Linked DNA regions of Zea mays: region 2 is linked to region 1. The links are chromatin contacts, called in public Hi-C maps. All regions are on one chromosome and are shown on one strand. The core of a region is the stretch at or near the end of the contact, and the rest is flanking DNA. Distances in the headings are between cores, read along the strand shown. Region 1 holds the start of LOC100272518 (putative protein kinase superfamily protein). Region 2 holds the start of LOC103626247 (probable ribose-5-phosphate isomerase 2).

Region 1 (3,288 bases), core at 57-2,556:
ATCATTGTTTTACAATATTATACTACCTCCGTTCACAAATATATGATATCGTTGACTTTTTTGAAAACTTTGATCACCCATCTTATTCAAAATATTTATTCAAAAATATAAAATTTTAAGTTAAGCAGAAACTACCTTAAGTGATAAAACAAATCACAAAAAAATTGATGATAACTCATTATTTTTTGAATAAAACGAGTGGTCAAAGTTTTTTTAAAAGTCAACGGTGTTATATATTTATGAACGAAGGGGGTACTTTACAGTTATCATGATAATATAATAGTTTTGGTCAGCTCAGAAAATACAATGATTTTGAGAAACATTGTTTAGATACAACATTGTAAACCATGGTATTTAGACAAAAGCTAGCCATGCCATAAAATTTTTGGATTTGAGTGGAGTTTTTAATATAAAAAATACAATGATATGTAGAATATCATGGTTTTGAAAACATATTTTTTAGAAATGTAACCAAACACTTTATAGCATAAAATACGCTGATATTCCTATAAACTATGATATTAACTACAAACTATAAAAAATACTTTGCTTACAAATAGTTACTTATAGCAACTTAAAGGGATTAAGCCAAATCTACTGTTTTACTACTCTCAAATAGATTTAGCAAAAAAAAGACTAGTCCAACAGACTTTATAAATTCATAACTCTATATGAAGTGTGAAGTGGACTATCTAAAAATTGAGAGCAAATGTGTAGTAATAAAGAACTACTCCCTCCATTCCAAAATATAATTCGTTTTAAACTAATTAAATATTCATTAAGTAACATATGAATGCAATATGAATGTGGTTTGCATGTATGTCTATGTTCATTGTCATTTGACTCATTGTGGACAAAAAAAAATGTGAGCTAAAAAGAACATTTTAAGGACATGAAACTCATGTGCCCTAACAATATAGAACTTTATTGTGCAATTTCATTACTATGGATCCACTTCACAAGTAATCCACACATCATACTTGGATAAAACTTCCTTGAGTTTGTCATCTGTACATGTATGTCCCAAATTTGCAATAAAGATATTAAAGCAAGGTGGTATATCATTTGAAGACTTATCGCGTCTATCCTACACCAAACATACCATACTATCAAGCTCTATATATGTCGAGCAAGCTTTAAATAAGAAACATCGGATGACAAAACTTTTTGAATTTCAGTATATCTTATCATAACATGTTCACTGCGTAGTACATTCATCTAGTAAATTATTAAGGGACGAAGACAGCAACGACTACAAATAAAATGAGCCACCCAGACACGGCTGCCACTGCTCTCAGACTCCACCCGATATTCCTCCACTTCGATCAGCAGCTGCCCGCACGCGCGCTGATGGGGAAGCCGGCCGAGTCGTCGTCGACGTCGTGGTCTGCGCTGTTCGGTTTCGGTTGCTTCAGCTCTTCCCATGCCGACCGCTCTGGTGACGGCCCGGGCAAGGTGGCCTCCGCCGGTTCCAGGCCTCCCGCGCCACCAGCACCGCTGCTTTCGCCGGATGACCTATCACTGTCGCTGGCGGGATCTGACGTGCTGGCTTTCACGGTGGAGGAGCTCCGGGTGGCGACGCGGGACTTCTCGATGAGCAACTTCGTCGGCGAGGGCGGGTTCGGGCCCGTGTACAAGGGCCGCGTCGACGAGCGGGTCAGGCCCGGCTTGCGGCAGCCGCAGGCCGTCGCCGTCAAGCTGCTCGACCTCGAGGGCTCCCAGGGCCACAAGGAGTGGCTGGTAAGCAAGTTTCTGAATCACGCGAACAATCTGATTCGGGTTGGTTTCGCAGATTTGAAAGAGAATAGCCAGCCATTGATCCATTTTATTCCGAATTCATTTTCGTTGCAATTTAATTTCTACTGCCATTTTAGTCCTTTTATTATTTAACAAACGAATTGAGCCCGCCCCAGTCTAAAGTCCGAAGAAAACAGTAGCATCGCCATCTGTAGCTGAGCTGTGATCACTTTCGGAAGCCGACATGTCTTCTCCCCTCTCCCTTGAGACACAATTTCATTTCGGGATTAATTCTTTGTTTGGTGCCCTGGAGGGAGCTGTATGCAGTACGTCAACTTGTCAACCACCCAACCAACTGCAGCACTGCTTATTCGGTCAAACAATTGTACCAAGTGTTGGTGGTCAAAATATTCCTTAAACAATACTGTACTGTACTAAGGAAACGCTGCCTGTGTTGACCTGCAACTACTTGTGATTATTCACTTATTTGTTCGTTTGTTTTTGCTGGTACAGGCTGAGGTCATTTTCCTTGGGCAGCTGAGGCATCCGCACCTTGTCAAGCTCATCGGCTACTGCTACCAGGACGAGCACAGGCTTCTCGTGTACGAGTTCATGGCCAGGGGCAGCTTGGAGAAGCATCTCTTCAAAAGTAGGGCAGGTTCTAATAGTTTAGGGTAAAAGGCAAAGCCAACAACGTACGTTCCTAACGATCGATGATCTCTTCGTGGAAACGAACAGGGCACTCTGCTTCCCTTCCGTGGTCAACGCGAATGAGGATCGCCATTGGAGCCGCCAAAGGTTTGGCTTTCCTCCACGACGCTGCCAAACCCGTCATCTACCGCGACTTCAAGACGTCCAACATCCTGCTGGACTCGGTAAAATAATGAGACCAGGCTGCGCGCGCATTCGCTCCATGCGGCTTTCCCTGACTCGCGCCTTCATTCAGGACTACACGGCGAAGCTGTCGGATTTCGGGCTAGCGAAGGCTGGACCTGGAGAAGACGAGACCCACGTGTCGACCCGAGTCATGGGCACGCAGGGCTACGCCGCACCCGAGTACATCATGACAGGTATGTACTTAGGCAAAAAATATTATGGAACATGCATGCGCGCACTCAGCAGTGACGATCTACTGTTAATTTTTTCTGCGTTAAAATTAGCAGGGCATCTAACGACCAAGAGCGACGTGTACAGCTTCGGCGTCGTGCTCCTGGAGCTGCTAACGGGGCGGAAGGCGTTGGACAAGAACCGGCCGCCGCGAGAGCAGAGCCTGGTGGAATGGGCGCGGCCATGCCTGCGCGACGCTCGCCGGCTGGAGCGCGTCATGGACCGGAGGCTGCCGCGCCCCACCACGCCCACCCGAGCAGCCCAAAAGGCCGCCGGGATAGCCCACCAGTGCCTCAGTGTCAGCCCCAAATCCCGGCCCCAAATGTCCCACGTTGTACAGGCCCTGGAGTCGCTGCTTGCTCTAGACGATGCCGCCGTGGAGCCGTTTGTGTACACGGCGCCGCCGGAGAGCAGATGACCTGTGTCATCTTGTGTAAAAAGCAA
Region 2 (3,444 bases), core at 62-2,561, 140 kb after region 1:
GCTGGAACAGACCTCAGCCTGGCGTGGAATCCAGGCAAGCCGTCGAAGAGGCCGCGGATGTGTCCCAGCGTGTGAAGCACGCCGAAGGGGATGACCTCGCCGGGGTTGGCGCCCGTGCAGCCGAGGCGCGACACGAGCTTGGACGCGTCGACGATGACGACAAAGCGAGCACCAACACCCACGATCATCTTCTCGCGGAACAGTGAGCCACTGCGGCCCTTGACGATGGAGGCAATGAATCTGGCCCTCTTTACGCCGGTCTTCAGTGAAGCGGCCGTAGTTGGCGCTGTGGTTGAGGACCCTTATCGAACACTTTGTGGGAGTGTCAAAGGGTACATCCTCCTCTATGCTTGAGGTAGCTGGTGCAGTGGTGCTGCACGGCGCGCTCGCAGATCGCCCGCCGCTCGTCCTGCCGAAACTGCGCCACGAAGCAGCGGATGTAGGGGAAAGGGATGTCGACGACCACCCACCACTCGAGGATGCCTAGGACGAGCAGCTCCATCCGCGGAACGGACACACGATCAAACGTGAACTCGCACGCGTCGAGCGGAAACTGCGACAGCCACAGAGCAGGGTGCTCCTCCAGCGTGTCCGCCAGTGACAAGCTCGCCACCGTGAGTAGCAGCAAACCCCATGCATGCTCCATCTGAACCCATCATCACCAGGGACGAAGTGGATCAGCAAAGGCACCACGGCTGCTGGGTTGCAGCCTCTGCTCCGGTCTCATCTCTAGGAAGTTCGTGCGCCGCCATGGCCTCCACCTCGTCGGCAACGGCACCGCCCCGTTCCTGCTCGACACCTCCTTCTTCATCCGGAGTCTGGCGTCGACGGTGGTCGACGGACGCCATCAACCTATCGTCGGGCGCAGGGGCCCTGTTGGTGGCCTCACGGGTGGGCGTGAGGTAGGATTGCTCAGATCTGTCGTCGGAGGAGGAATTGCGTCCCCGTGCGGGCCGCTCGTCGCGACGGCCAGCAAGCGCACTAGCATTGGCTCCCGCCATGGCCTCGTCGCGTTACGACTCGTAGAGACGTAGACGATGGAAGGATGCGATAGAGGGCTCACCACATCGCGGAACGGCTCGTCCACCCCCTCAGCTTGCGGCTGCAGCAGCTTCGCGAAGCGCCAGTCGAGTCCAGCCTCGGTCGCGTCGAACCTCCGGTTGAACTCGTCGAGGATGAGCTTGACATTGAGAGTCATGACGTTGGCGACTTGAAGCTGAGAATCGAACCCTCTAATACCACTTGTTAACAACACTAGTCTCTCAAACTCAACTAATAACGGCAAGGTACTAGAATGGAAGAGAATCCGAGTGACTGGTGTTACGAGAACTAAAACTTTGACATAACATTATATAAATTGACATTACATAATATACACCTAGAATGTATCCACTAGGCTAAAATTTCAAAACAAACACGTAGTGTGTTGCTTGTGTGATGATCTGACTTGGTAAAAGGAAATTTTAACCCTTGGTGGGAATATCTCTCTTTAAGGATTAGAAGCATGTGACCTTGTGAGATGAGCACTTAGGGGTGAACTCAACAAGTGGGTAGAAATGATCAAATCTGAATTATCTGAGAAAATTGAATTAAACAAATTAAATCTAATAGTTACAGAAAACACTTTTATAATTGTGTCAAAATGTTACATGTAAGTCTATATAGTGTAGCAACATACCACAAAAGTTTAGTTAGAGAAAGAAAAAAATAAAAAATATACTTTACGTAGTGTCCGAGGATGGCACTCGGTAAAGCATTATTTGCTGAGTGTCAGACGTGGGAGACTCGGCAAAGTAGTCTCTTTGCCAAGTGCAAAAGCCCGGCGCTCGACAAAGATAACGACCGTTAGATATAGACGGCTGCTGATGGTCCTTTACCGAACGTCGCCTTTCGCCGAGTGTTTGACACTCAGCAAAGTTATCTTTGCCGAGTGTCTTTCTATGCCCAGAGTCTTGCTCACCGCAAACGCGGTCACTATCAAGAGTTGAATTTTGCCGAGTGTCCGATTAGAAGTACTCGACAAAGAGCTGGATTTTGGTAGTGGTATCAAAGACTCATGTGTAACCGATACAAATATATATGTTTGGGCTAGCTACCGTTGAACACAGAATGACCAAGCCAGGAGGCGAGTTTTCTCATTGCGTGCGTATCCCTTTCACCACACGCGCGTACTGTCTGTACGTATATATGGTATGTGCGAGCAGTGACATCTTTTGAAGTCAAGAGGAAGTAGCACTCGGCAATCGGTCATCGGTCGTCTCGAACCAAGAGCTGTGCCGCGTCACTGATCAGTTGGGTGTACCTGTATATAGTTCAGGTAGCACTCGTCAGCTATCACATTTGCAGATCAGGAATTTGGTCGGACCTGAGCGACCGAAATTGAAGAGGCGAGATCGAACGACAGCGCACACGTGCACACGCACACGTTTACTAAAACGATTTGTAAACTAAAACTGCCGGCGGCAGGTTTGCTCAAATCAAATTAAAATTTTATTGACCGGTTTACCGCTGCAAAAACCGCTGCTCGAAACTATCGATTTTTTCTTCAAAACGAACCGGTTTTTATGTCTTTTATAGAAAAAAATGATAGGGTTTATTTGTAATTTGCTCAATTCATGTTGAACAATTTATATTAATTGATCCACACAATATATGTTCACCAAAATGACATATGTCATATGTATGCAACCAAAAACTTCAATTCCCATGCAACAATCAACCATCAGATTGTGCAATACTCAAATACAAGTTCTTTTAAGTTCTCTCACGACACATATGTTGACATGTTTCAAAATACTCATGTATTCAGCTTGAGTCATAGTGATAGTACTCAGGCATGTGGGAAAAGATCGTGATATGGGTCCATTTTGTATACATAGTCCTATACAAAAGGTATGAGATACATTAGCGAGAAAAAACAAGAACAACAAATAAATACTTGTTGACGTAGCAAAAATAGCACACTGGTCTGCTTGTAGTTATATGTGCAAACATATGTAATACTTGCACTTCGATGTAATGCTTCTTCAAACGGGTACCACCCCTCCGCTATTTGTTCCTCTATAATATTTGCACTTGAAACCCGTACCAACCTTCTCTCTATGCTCCCAGACTATTTGGCATGTCTCTTAAAGGAACAATATATTGTTGACGTAAAACATCTTCACATATATGTCACGTATAAACAGCTATGGGCACTAAACTAGCACTTAAAGTAGGAAAAAATAGCATCTAATAGTAAATCATCTTCACATACAGCATATAACAGTAAACAAGACTAATATGCATAAAATGGCTACTAAATGTCTAAATTGAAACTCAATTTTGACATTAAATATGGTTTTCCGGCAAAAAATGGTGGTTTACCGGTTGAAAATAGCGGTTTACTGCCGATGATTTTTGTTTTTTATAATTTGTTTCAAAATTTTAAATTTACAGTGAATT

What was found. A called contact is a pair of places that touch in the nucleus more often than the background predicts.
Region 2: a contact with region 1 is called in a Hi-C map of tassel, with 2.6 times the contacts expected there. The contact joins the promoter of LOC103626247 here to the promoter of LOC100272518 in region 1. A contact is called at or near these places in 3 of 25 Hi-C or Micro-C datasets (ear, leaf and tassel).

The regions. Positions count from the first base shown.
Region 1 is chr5:37,971,889-37,975,176 of Zm-B73-REFERENCE-NAM-5.0, forward strand. It overlaps LOC100272518 (putative protein kinase superfamily protein), which reads left to right and starts at 1,307. Exons shown (of 5, transcript NM_001359655.1): 1 at 1,307-1,740; 2 at 2,251-2,386; 3 at 2,476-2,612; 4 at 2,684-2,807; 5 at 2,901-3,288. The coding sequence starts at 1,351. The coding sequence ends at 3,262.
Region 2 is chr5:38,108,682-38,112,125 of Zm-B73-REFERENCE-NAM-5.0, forward strand. It overlaps LOC103626247 (probable ribose-5-phosphate isomerase 2), which reads right to left and starts at 1,312. Exons shown (of 1, transcript XM_008646648.4): 1 at 1-1,312. The coding sequence starts at 188.